Linked DNA regions of Mus musculus: all the other regions are linked to region 1. A link is a contact called in public HiChIP or PLAC-seq and promoter capture Hi-C data. All regions are on one chromosome and are shown on one strand. The core of a region is the stretch at or near the end of the contact, and the rest is flanking DNA. Distances in the headings are between cores, read along the strand shown.

The links. Promoter capture Hi-C pulls out the DNA fragments that hold promoters and counts their contacts. HiChIP or PLAC-seq counts read pairs in DNA pulled down with a chosen protein or histone mark.
Region 2: a contact with region 1 is called in a promoter capture Hi-C map of the C10 cell line, with 2.8 times the contacts expected there. The contact joins the enhancer-like site here to the promoter of Mtfr2 in region 1. A contact is called at or near these places in 4 of 39 promoter capture datasets (the 3T3-L1 cell line, the C10 cell line and liver), 3 of 484 Hi-C or Micro-C datasets (the Ba/F3 cell line and the G1E-ER4 cell line), 1 of 115 datasets of contacts at active chromatin or transcription factors (bone marrow-derived macrophages) and 1 of 9 other capture datasets (adipose tissue).
Region 3: an H3K27ac HiChIP or PLAC-seq map of embryonic stem cells shows a contact between it and region 1, with 5 read pairs. The contact joins the enhancer-like site here to the promoter of Mtfr2 in region 1. A contact is called at or near these places in 5 of 39 promoter capture datasets (the HPC-7 cell line, HPC-7-derived erythroid cells, cranial neural crest and 2 more), 5 of 115 datasets of contacts at active chromatin or transcription factors (effector CD8 T cells, embryonic stem cells, memory CD8 T cells and 1 more) and 3 of 9 other capture datasets (adipose tissue, liver and pancreatic islet).

The regions. Positions count from the first base shown.
Region 1 is chr10:20,346,095-20,350,424 of GRCm38.p6, forward strand. It overlaps Mtfr2 (mitochondrial fission regulator 2), which reads left to right and starts at 1,725. Exons shown (of 7, transcript NM_027930.3): 1 at 1,725-1,829; 2 at 2,241-2,341. The coding sequence starts at 1,817.
Region 2 is chr10:20,504,082-20,507,982 of GRCm38.p6, forward strand. All of the region lies in intron 1 of Pde7b (phosphodiesterase 7B), which reads right to left. Among named protein-coding and RNA genes, the nearest start is that of Pde7b, 42 kb to the right of the region's middle. Within about 2 kb of position 1,655, at least 43 of the 459 cell types and tissues checked have an H3K27ac peak or open chromatin away from gene starts, as enhancers often do. A contact at or near this core is called in adipose tissue and bone marrow-derived macrophages, where this site is marked.
Region 3 is chr10:20,151,899-20,156,278 of GRCm38.p6, forward strand. It overlaps a transcript of Map7 not described here. Among named protein-coding and RNA genes, the nearest start is that of Map7, 17 kb to the right of the region's middle. Within about 2 kb of position 1,838, at least 14 of the 459 cell types and tissues checked have an H3K27ac peak or open chromatin away from gene starts, as enhancers often do. A contact at or near this core is called in embryonic stem cells, where this site is marked.

The DNA of each region.
Region 1 (4,330 bases), core at 475-2,974:
TGGAAGGTGCAATTCAGGAACAGATGGAGAAGGGATAAATACTAAATATTTGAAAAAGCTGTAAGGAATAATTTTATATTTACTAAGTTTGCATATGATATAGTAAGTATGTGCATGCATACCTATATAGTTTAAATGAAATTATGCCACTTGGAGCGATAATGCTCTGCATTAGAGCCATAGTGGGGGAAAAAAAAATCCAGTACTGGATATGAGAAACTTAAGTTGTTGGTCATTTGAATCTAAGAGACTCCAAAAACAGTTTATGCTATTGCTGGCACCCGCGGTGGCTTCTCAGAAGACATCACACACACACTTAGGACAGACTTGGAGGAACTGTGTTGATCTGATCCTTAAATGAGGGAAAGGCAGCATTTCAAAGCCAACTTTCTTTAATTTCCGATCATGTCCCAAAACATTAATAACAAACCAAAACAACCAAAAACCAAAAAACACATTTCTCCAGAGAGTTTATACAGTCTTGGTTGTTTCTTTTCAGAAATGCTGTATTATTTTTTATTTTTTATTTTTGGTTTTTTTGAGACAGGGTTTCTCTGTGTGGCCCTGGCTGTCCTGGAACTCACTCTGTTAACCAGGCTGGCCTCGAACCCAGAAATCCACCTGCCTCTGCCTCCCAAGTACTGGGATTAAAGGCGTGCACCACCATGCCCAGCCTTATTATTTTTTAAGAATATACATATATTCATATATATATGTTATATATATACATATATTTATATATATGTAATTTGTTTTTGTTTTTTGTTTTGTTTGGTTTTTTGAGACAGGGTTTCTCTGTATAGCCCTGGCTGTCCTGGAACTCACTTTGTAGACTAGGCTGGCCTCGAACTCAGAAATCCGCCTGTCTCTGCCTCCGAGTGCTGGGATTAAAGGCATGCGCCAACCACTCCCAGCAATTGTTAAGATTATTAAAACATTCCTAAGAAAGGAAAAGAAAATGTAAGAATTTCAAAACTTAATGCTCATGTCCTCATGACATGCCAAATCTTTAGTTATTTAACTGAGGTTTTGTAATTAAATACATTACTACAATTAAATATCAATTTGTGAATTGGGTTGTGGTGAGTATAGCTATGACCAGTGTATATAACTCTGCTTTCCATAATCTCTTACTGTCAATACAAAACAAGGGTTTTTTGGTTTTGTTTTGGTTTTGATTAATTAAAGCTTTTTTGCTTTTCATTAGCTTTCAAAAGTTTGAAAGGTAAAGGTGTAAAAAAGCCTTAGGGTCAGCGAGATGGCTCAAGCAGCCTGCTACCAAACCTGAGGTCTCAAGTTCTATCCGTGGATCCTACACAAATTGTCCTTTGGCTTTGAAACAGGTACTTTGGCATGTGCATGTGTAGCGTGCACACACTAAGACATGTAAACAACTAGACTGGACAGTGTGGCTCAACATGAGTAATCCCAGCATTTAGCATAACGGCTAGATATTTTCGCAGAATGACTAAACAATTACAAGTGGGCGGATTCTTTGTTGAATGTTGGGAAGGCTTGACACCTTACTGGCAAAGGACTGAGTGAAGCACAAGTTGCAAAGGCAGAAGACACAATTCCGAATGCTGGGGGCACGGTGCGCATGCGCCTTTCGAATGCGCCTATTGGCTCTTACCCTTCCAATCACCGGCGGCGTCCTCCGGCGGCGTCCAATAGGGATAGACTCCGAACTCCGGCCCGCGAAGCTTGATATTCCAGGCTGGGGTCGAGTCGGAAGCGGCGAGCGATTCCGGGAAGAAGCTACTCTGCGGCTGTAGGTCGCGTCCGGAGAGTTTCCCCGGCCGCCTGGCGCCGTGCAATGCCGCGGGATGGTGAGTGGCACGGGCTCCGTTAGGCCTCGGCTTCCGGTCGGTGGCCGGTGACGGACGGACGGACGGAAGCGCGGGCGGGTGGCGTTCCTCGCGGGGTGAAGAGAGCGGCTGGGCGGTTCTCTCCAGGGGCAGCAGAGCTCCAGGGATGGTGATCTTGGCTGTCGCACATTTGCTTGTCAATCCCTTTACACACACACACACACACACACACACACACACACACACACACACGGTAAGATAGCAATGGAATTTAGTAAAGTGCTCTTTCTTTCCTTTTAAGTCTCTCTTCAAAATAATAGCTCTCCAGGAGCAATCACTTGATGGTGTCATGAAAGGTCTCTGTGGTTTCCTTAGTGCGGTCTATGTAGCAGTTACCTGTCAAGAGTAATAATTGATAACTTCTCTTCTAAGGTACCAACGAACAGCGTTTTCTTGAACTTCCTTCACCAATGTCTTTCATTCTAAATATATTAAGAAACGTGCTGGAATATTTTGGTGTTCCCGTAGACCAGGTAAAAGTCTTTTATTAATTTTGCTAACTTTATTTTTGGGTCTCGTTATTGTCGTTGCTTTGAGACAGGATATGGTGCAGCTTAGGCTAAAAGTCTGGATTTTGCTGCTATTCTTGGGTCGTTTTTGTTCTTTGAGCCAGGCAGGGCACTATGCAGTTCAGGCGTTCCTTGAGCTCCTGATCCCCCCCCCCTACCAATGGGAGGAAGTTAGGACAGAAACTCAAAACAAAGCAGGAACCTGGAGGCAGGAGCTGATGGAGGAATGCTGATAACTGACTTGTTCCACCAGCTTTCTTATAAAAATTAGGGCCACCTGCTCAGGGGTGTTACCACCCACCACCACCTACCAATGGCTGATTACAGATGGACAGTGTGCCATTTTGAACATGTTCTCTGCCCTGATTAGTTTTTATTGTCAACTCGGTATTAGAGTCTTATGGGGAGAGGAACCTCAAGAAATAGCTTAGATTACGTTGGCTTGTGGCCCTGTCTCTAAGTGAGTGTCCTTACTGTTCATAGTTGTGGTAGGGCCCAGCCCTGTGGAGGATACCATTCTTGGGATAATGAGTTCTGAGCTGTATAAGAAAGCTAGTTGAGCCTGAGCCAGGGTTTCTGCTTCTATTCCTGCCTGACTTCCCTCAATGATGATGAATCGTGACTGGCTAGTTTCATTTCAACTTGACACAAACTGTAATGATCTGAGAAGAGGGAACCCTGATTGAGAAATTGCCTTCCAAAAGTCAGGCTATAGGCTAGTCTGTAGAGCATTTTCTTTTTTTTTTTTTTTTTAAAGGGTAGCCAGTCATACTTTTTTTTTTTTTTTTTTTTTTTTTTTAAGATTTATTTATTTTATATGTAAGTACACTGTAGCTGTCTTCAGACACTCCAGAAGAGGGAATCAGATCTCGTTAGGATGGTTGCGAGCCACCATGTGGTTGCTGGGATTTGAACTCCAGACCTTTGGAAGAGCAGTCTGGAAGAGCAGTCGGGTGCTCTTACCCACTGAGCCATCTCACCAGCCCCGAGCATTTTCTTAATTAGTGATTGATGTGGGAGAGCCCAGCCCATTGTGGGTGGTAACACCCCTGAGCAGGTGGCCCTAATTTTTATAAGAAAGCTGGTGGAACAAGTCAGTTATCAGCATTCCTCCATCAGCTCCTGCCTCCAGGTTCCTGCTTTGTTTTGAGTTTCTGTCCTAACTTCCTCCCATGATGACATTTTTTCCTCCCCACGTTGCTTTTGGTCATGATGCTTCTCATAGCAGCAGATAGAAAACAGCAAAGTCACACCATGTGTGTTAGTACAGGCCTCAGTTGTTAGAGAGACTGAGACAGAGGGATCTACATTTCAGGGTCACCTTAGGCTACAGAGTGAGTTGAAGACCTTCTTGGGCAGCTTAGTGAGACTCCATCTCAAAGTCAAAGGGCATGAAGTAGGGCTAGGATATAAGATACGTGGCTCTGTGGTAGAACACTTGCCCAGTATGAGCAAGGCTCCCAAGGTCAATCCCAAATTCCGGAAAGAAAGCCTCTGTGTAAACATTGCAGTCTTTGTTTCGGTGTGAGAAGGATGAGTCTGCAGTAGTGCACCGTTGATAGTGTGGTATTCATAGGGGTCCTTTACTCTCTCAGTCAGAGCCCAAGAAGACACAGAGGATCACCACATAGTTAGGGTTGTTATCCTTGTTCTCATATGGCTCACTATTTGTAAAAGTCTTTTGCATTTGGGAGGCTGAGGCAGGTTGGTCTCTGTGAATTTGAGGCCAGACTGAAAATAAAATTATTTTATTGCTTCTTCATAGCTGTAATTTTACTACTGTTATGAATCTAATGTAAATATCTTATGTGTGACCCCCCCCCCCAAAAAAAAAAAACAATTGACACCCGCTGGTTGAGAACCACTGGTTAGAGTTTCAGAATAGCCAGGGCTACGTAGACCCTATCTCAAAAACACAAACACATGCAAAATAATGAGTGGCTTACAAAATGG
Region 2 (3,901 bases), core at 405-2,904, 160 kb after region 1:
GAGAGCCAATCACAACCTGGCTGTCCCAAGCCCACCGAAGCATCTTTAATTTAGTACGCTTCATTCTAATAGGCCAGCTTGTTTACACTGTATATTTTGAGTTATTTCAAATATCTCTTCCAAACCATTGGGTTTCCAACTTCAGGGGATGCTTTCGAATGCGGCTGGAAAGTATTCCCACACAGTATCACATGGCACCAAAGATATGGAAAGAAAGAAAAGACTACAGGCATTTCAACGGCAGCTAACATGCCACAGCAGACTGCTCCATTATGCTTTCCTGAGGCCCCAAAACACCACTAGTTCAACCTCAAGACCATGCAGTGGTGTCAGATTTTCTCTTCAGGTATGTGTATGCAGACACACAGGCATGGGTTCACACTTGGGCACTTTGGGAGTCTCTGCAGGGTCCTAGCCTCATGCTGTGTTCTAGGAACAGTGCTTACACTGGGCAGAACAATGAAGCTGGGAGAACCTGTTTGTTCTTTTGGAAGGAATATTAGATTTCTTTACTCAACCTGCTGACCTCTCATGGACACTGTCTTAGTAAGGTCACTATTGAGAAGGCCTCCATTATCGATTTTTAGCAATAATTAGTAAGGGTCTCCAAACACTGTCATCTAAGTCAACATTTTCACCAAAATGCCAGTCATGGATTTGCAAATATTTCAAAAACACTTTTATTGTTTTGAAATAAAACAATAAAACAGGCCAACCCATTGTCACCAGGACATGCAAAGTATAACTCAGTTTTCTTTTTTTACATGAACGAAATCATTTTATAATCTCCATATGTTGGGAACTGATGTCACCAGTCTCTTGATTAAAGCAAGCAAGCAAGAAAGCAGGCAAACAGATCCAATGGTATAAAACTTGTTTTTGTTTTTCCCAATAATCTCTTCTTGTCTCGCAAGCCCCCTGCTGGAGAAACCTAGTCTTTTATTATTTGTTTGACAATATTCTCTACATTTGTCCCTTCTTTCCACTACTGTTACTTTCTTCATTTGATACTCTAATTACTCAAGAATTTCAAGCTTGAATTTCTCATATGTAAAACGAAAACAGTGTATGCCTGAAGACAAAAGCCAGGAAAAACTGAGTATTATTTTGAAAAAAAAGAAAAAAAAAAAGACTTTGCCTACACAAGAACCATGATTTAAACCCACTGACAGAAAAAAAAAATTTTTTTTTACAAGCATAGCAATTTCTGAACCATTAGATTCCCAATGCTACTACAAGGCAATTTCTTACCCATTTATCTTTATTGTGGTACAGGCTAAGTGCATGACTGGCCTTATGCTGACCACCACAGCCTCTTCAGAGTCGCTAATACTCGGCAGTTCTTGCCTCCCTTTCCAGATGGTCAGGAGATTAGTTTATTCATGCTTTAAATGCAGGGAGAACAGCAGAAGTTCAGATAGAGGAACGTTTGCTCCCAGCTGGCAAAGCTCTCCAGCGGGGACCGTTTGACCTCATAAGGAGCCGTAACTGCAGCAACTTAAGAGGAAACAGCAACAGCAGTGCCCATTGGGGAATGCAACTGAAAAACAGGAGGCAGGAGCTGCGTGGGGAGGGGCAGGAGTACATAAACACTTAAGGCCTCCGCATGACACCTTTGAGGGCTGCGTAATTCCCACTGACGTCAATTCCGTGCTGTGGATACTGTAAGACCACAGGAAAGAGCCTGACATTGCTTCACAGTTCCTCTCTCTCAGAGAGTGTAGTTCTCAGGCTAGCTTCGCTGGCAGCACAAGAGACTAGAGTTGCAAATTCAATGGCCCTTCTTCTCTGATAGACCATGAATCATAGACTCTGTGCCAGGCCGTCCAAACAATTCCTATTTATGCTACAGATTGAGAGCTGCTGCTGTGACCAAGGAGGGCAATAACTAGCACGCCACCAATAAACACTAAAAAATATACATTCATAAAAATGCACAAATAGGCTGAGAATTTGACTCCTACCCTTCCTCTCCTTCTTCCTGATATTATTTTGGTTGTTGAGATCAAGTCTTATGTGTCCTGGGCAGGCCTTGAACTCAGAACTGCCTCAGCCTAAGCACAGGCGCCTGCCTGCCTTGCTTTCTGTCTGTTCTATGTCTGATGCTCAGCAGCGCAAACCTCGGTAGACAGGTGTTTAAGTGGATGGAAGGGTCTTGTCATGACAAAAATTAAAAAATCTTCTATGTAGCAAATGAAGCCCTGACATGTTAGATTCCTTTGCGTGTTGGTTCTTTTTTTTCTTTTAAAAAATATTTATTTATTATATGTAAGTACACTGTAGCTGTCTTCAGGCACTCCAGAAGAGGGTATCAGATTTGGTTACAGATGGCTGTGAGCCACCACGTGGTTGCTGTGATTTGAACTCAGGACCTTTGTGGAAGAGCAGTCGGCGCTCTTAACTGCTGAGCCATCTCACCAGCCCCGCTTGTTGGTTCTTTCGGGAGGATCACTGAAATCCAGAGAACAGTGCACTGACCTGAGAGGTGATTTTTTTTTTCTTTTTCTTTTTGTAATGAGGATTAACTGTGCCACACGTAGAAAAGCCACTTCTTTTCGTTCCTTAAGAATATTGGTGCATACTTTAGGTGGGGGTAGAGAGTCTACTAATAAGTATTCTCCCTCAAAATGAATCTCAAATGAGTATTTGATTATTTAATGTTTTAATTACCCAATTGTTTTTGAAATCCTTCCAATCATGAGTCATCATCTTGAAGACTGTACTTCCTACTGTCCTTGACTGCAACTTTAGCTGTGCTCTAGGCATCGTTTTTCTCTCCCTCTCCCTTCACATTCTTCCCATTGCCCATCCCAGGCAGCTAAGCCACGACAGCCTCCCTGAAAGTGACACACTCTTCCATCTGACCCTGTCAAACTCTTGTCGCCTTACTGTCTGTCACTTTGCTGAAGCCCAGAGAACAGAATGCTGATCTGAGAAGCAACTTTTTGTAATGAGAAGTAAGTATGCCACACACATTTCCCCCTCTTTGTCCCTGTGCTGAGAGGTTCCACCTGACCTCACAGTGAGATAAACTTAAGCTACTTTTTAAACTCAGACCAAATGCCTTCTTCTGGAGGGAGCCATCTTGGACCACAAGCCCATTGTCCATTTTGCAGAGGATGCTCCTCCTCTGGGCAGGGCTCCGTCCTGGCACTTACCACATGTTACTTCTCTTTTCAACTAGAACTCATTAAAGACAGGACTCTCTCTCCACGCTGGTCCTCTCACCTCCCCTCTCTTTCTGTCTTCTCCTTCCCCCCACTTCCTTCTTTTCTTAAGACAGGGTTGCACTATGTACCCCATCTGGCCCTAATGCCTGCCTCAGCCAAGTGCACAGGTCTGTACACTGTGCCTGGCTAACAGGAGCCATTTCTTATTATTGTTTGTAAACATGGAACTTAGCTCTTCCCCTAGCACATACCAGCTGCTGAACACATGTTTATTAAGCAAAGACATGAACACATTAAAAATAAAGGCCCTAGTCCCTCCCAAGGCTGTTCCTTAGCATGGCAGTTGGATAACTCACCATGACAAACAGGTACCCACAGACCATAGGAGGCTTTGTAAGAAGAGAAAAGTGAGAGGTGAGTTCACATCTTCTGCAGACTTCAAATCGAGCCAAACCGTTTGGAAAACCCATAGAAACCCATAGAAACCCATAGAAACCCATAGAAACCGAAGATCTCTCTTTGTTCTGCTAATTCCTTCTGCTCAACATGTGCTTTCTCTGGGACTGGAGGAAGGCGTGTGGAACGAAAGCCTGGAAGGCCGTTTGGGGGTGGAGGGGGACATGAAATCTTAAGTGGAAGAAGGAAGGATAAGAAATCTTCTCTGGGAATGTTTGTTCTCATTGCCAAACTTTTAACCTCCAGAGACTTGGGGGTGGGGGAGGGGAGACTTG
Region 3 (4,380 bases), core at 588-3,087, 190 kb before region 1:
TAAATTATGTCCTTGTGCTAAGGCTGTATTTCAAGACTTGAGGTTAAAATCTCGGGTTATTACAGAAACAATACCTGTGATATGTTCAAGATTAAAGGCCTATGTTTGTGTATGTATAGGACTCAAATAGAGTGAACTTTGGCAGCATAGTATGTATTTAAAGGGTACTATATCAATGCAACATTCAGAAAACAGTTCTGCAGATATGTTTAGCTTTTGCTCAAGGGTTGTGATGATGTTATAATTTTTACAATTATATTATTTTTTAAAAAGTCATTTTTCTTGAGGTAGAACCATTCTCTTGGTTTACGGGGGTATTTTCCTTGTCCATAGTCAAAGGGAAGCAAGAACTAGAAAATGCTGTTGTCTTAGAAACAGATTTGTGTTTCACCACTAGAGGATGTCAAGTCCTTTTTATTAGAATATTATTTTGAGCAAATTCCTAGGTCATCACATCACAAAACTAGGAGCTGGAATTCTGTGTGTCACCTAGTATGATTCCAAGCTATGGAAATCAGCTACACAGAGCAAATCCCATTTGCCAACCTCCTTTAAAAAGACCACAGAGCTAAAGTTTCATGCTGCTTTTGATTAATCTGTGATGCCCAAAGTCTGATGTGCAAGGAATAAATTAATGCCCATATGTTTTGGTGAGATCTGTTGCCATTCTATTGGAAGATATTACTTACAACCTAGAATGGAGTTTGTTTGTTGTTGTTGTTTTTAAAAATCAGGATTCTTGGTGGAAAGACTTAGACTCCCCCCCTCCCCCTTTTTTTTAACATTTATTTATTTTATGTATATGAGTACACTGTCACTGTCTTCAGATATACCAGAAGAGGCCATCAGATCCTATTACAGATGGTTGTGAGCCACCATGTGGGTGCTGGGAATTGGAACTTGGGACCTCTAGAAGAGCAGTCACTGCTCTTAACCACTGAGCCATCTCTCCAGCCCAGACTTAGACTTTCTTACTGTGGTCATGTATCTTGTATGAAATTTTCCAGAGTAAAAAGTGATCTTTATTTAAGCCAGAAGGGCCTCTGTTGTCCCCAAATAAGCATAGAAAGTAGACACTCAGGTTGTGCTTATGCTGTGACGTAAGCCCCTCCCTATTGAAATTCAGATCCTAGAAGCTAGAATTGCTGCTGCTTCAGGGGGCAAACTTCACATCTCGCTAAGTCAGTGGTTCTCTCCTGAGAACCACTGGTAAGTTGAAGAGAAGTCAGCTGTTGTCATAGCTTAGGTATGTGTGTGAAACGCAAATTTACACTGGCATGGTCTCTAAAGAATTCACACACTTGTGTCATGATACCTGAAAACAAATTATTCGAAGAGCTTTAAAAAACATACTCAAGTCTTGTTAGTACAAGAACTAAAGACATCGAGGCTTAGACTAATTTAACCAAGAATGTGTACTTTCCATGGGTTATTAAAATGACGGAGTTTGGAAGGTTGATGAATATGATCTTTGAGTTTAGTAAGGAAATCCACAGGCCAATGTGTACGGGTCGTGAGGGTTCAGTGGAGGAAGGATGGACCACTCTGGCTGTGGTCATCCCGGAGCACCTGCTGCAGCTAGCACTTAACCGCCAAACAACAGGGAGTGATGTGTGGTCAGAGGGAGGAGGAGGGGAAATAAAGGCATACAGGAGAGGAGCTAAAGTTTCTTGACAGGACAAATGTGAAAGGCTCAAAGTGAGTGTTCAGGGAAATCAGTTAGGCATGATGGATATGTTGAGGCCAAAGGTCAAGCCAAGAGGCTAGAACAGTATTGTTGGAGCAGGAAGGCTTGTCTTGATAAAGCTTTGTTAATCAGAATTAAAGAGCTGGGTTGCACAATTAGCACAAACACACCCTCTCCTAGGGAGGTCCTTTTCCTCCTACCCTGCCCATTTGGGACAGCTGTGCTTGAGTTCGGGAGGTGCCGGTTTGCTCTGGAACCTGGAAGGAGAGCTTCTTTTCAGAGCAGCTGTGTAGACCAGATGGAGGAAGAAAGGAGAGAGAGTTTGGTCTCCAGACTTAACTCTGAGGTCCCTGGATAGAGCTAGGTAGGCACTGGCCTGTCAGTGGGTATAAAAAAAGGAGGCCGGTTTGGGACTCTGAGATGTCAGAGGATCACAGGTAAAAAGAAGACACAAGGCGATCCACTTTTAATTGGTTCATTAGTTTAAGCTTGACCCGAACATATTAGTGAGTACAACTGAGTAAAAGAAAAGGTGGAAAAGTGTCAGTAGTGATGCCAGATAGTTAACTGGTGAACCTGCAGGAACAGACACGAGGTCAGGTCTGAAGGCCACTCCAGGAAAGATCAGAAAGAAAAACTGCAGACAGGATAGACAACCATTCAAAATGGAGGAGGGACAGACAGCCAAGTCAGAGAAGTGAGAGATGCCCAAGAGGGACAAAAAGGTCAAACATTCCAAAACTGAAATGATATTTTAAAGCCATTACTTTGGATTGAGGTTTCCACTGGTTTCTCCTAGCAGAGGAATTTCAGTTGGTCCAAGAGTTGGGGGCACATCCTTTATAATAATGATTAATAGATTGAGCATTGGAAAGATGAGATAGCCCAGTAGACCGTTCCATAAAAGTTGCCAGAAAAAAAAAATCAATACATTAGAAATTCTCGAATAAGTAGAGGTGGGTTTTTTGTTTTTGGTTTTTTTGTTTTTTGTTTTGTTTTGTTTTGTTTTTTCTGAGACAGGGTTTCTCTGTATAGCCCTGGCTGTCCTGGAACTCACTTTGTAGACCAGGCTGGCCTCGAACTCAGAAATCTGCCTGCCTCTGCCTCCCGAGTGTTGGGATTTAAGGCATGCCCGGCTAGTAAAGGAGTTTTTAATTGTTTTTTAAATGTGTTGTTTCAGTAGACTGTCAACGTAGCTATAGATGTATAACCATCACTGTCGATAGGGCTTAGAGTCTTGTCTTCCAGAGCTCCCTCTGGCTCATTTCCCACCCACTGATCTATTTTCCATCTTTGCTTTGACTTTTCCCAGAGTCTTAAGTGGAAGCATACCATGTAACCTTTGCAGGGGTGCCGCCCCCCGCCCCCACAGCCTAATGTATTTGAGATCTGAGCACACCGTGATGTGCATTGGTAGTTCCCTGCCCTAGCACCTAGTGCTTCCCTGTCCCCAACTTAAGGACGTCCAGTCACTCCTAGGTTTGGGTAGGAGAAACAACTGTTGCAAATATTCGTATGTTGGTTTTTACGTCACTGGTTTCATTTATGGCAGATACTTACATTGTTGTCTCCAATGTGATTGTGTAAGACGTTGCCACTTCTAGGGTGGCTGTACACCTTTTTCTGTGAGCGTCCTGTGAGATTGTTCTGCATCCTTTTCGGCCCTTGTATATTTTGTTGATTTGATGGTTTTCATTTTAGTCACTCCACTAAGTTTTTTAAGTAAGCTGTAATTGCTTCAAAGTGAGATATTTTTTGCTTGATGCTAATGCAGTCTCTGAAATGAGGTCATGTTGAGCCCAGAACCCAGGGTTCTGTTTGGTGGCTTGCTGTTCTGTGATTCTGGGAACTGAGCTCAGGGCCAGGTCCATATCAGACAAGTTCTTGATCACCAGCTATATTCCCAGCTCTAGAGTCTGTCTGACGCCCATCTTGGCTTCATCTCCTTTTCTCTTATCCCCAAGGCCTTTCTTCCTTCCTGTGCAGCCTGTGCTCTGAGATTGTGAGCCGACGCACTTTCACACAGAGGACCCGTGCCAGTGCCCTTCTCTCTCCTCTCCGGGGCATCTGTACTCTCATCCCTAGACCTGACAAGGAGCTTTTGTATTAGAATATTGTAAATAGCCTGGCGTGGTGATGCTGGCCTGCAGGGCGGGCTCCCCTCATGGTCTCCATGAGTCTACATAGTAAGTACCAGGCCAGCTAGTGAGACCCTGGATCTAGAAAAATGAAAAGAAAGCAAGCTGGGAATACTGGTTGTATATCTTGTCTTGTGATCCCATTTCTTGGGACTCACTCTGTTATCAAGATGAATGCTTTGTGTTAATCTCCAGTTTGTGAAATGCTCTCAGTGCCTGTAGTCTGTCGCTGAACTCTTTATCTCTGTCAGGGACCAGGTCTTCGTGCTTGTTGCAGTGAGACTTGTTCTCCAGTTTAAGGCTCTACTCCCCAGCAATGTGCCTCCTACCGCCTTACTATTATAAATTACTATTTATAATTTTCCTTATAATGTTTAGTTGTTTGCAATGTAAATTAAATGACATTTCACTGCTTTTTCCTGTTAAGGATTATTCTCTTTAATATGTATTTAAATTCAGAACTAGTTGAAAAATTAGATTTTTTAATTAGGTGTTACTTCAAGTTTTACTTTTTCATTATTTCTTGTTTATGTGTATGTTTGAGAGTATAGCGTG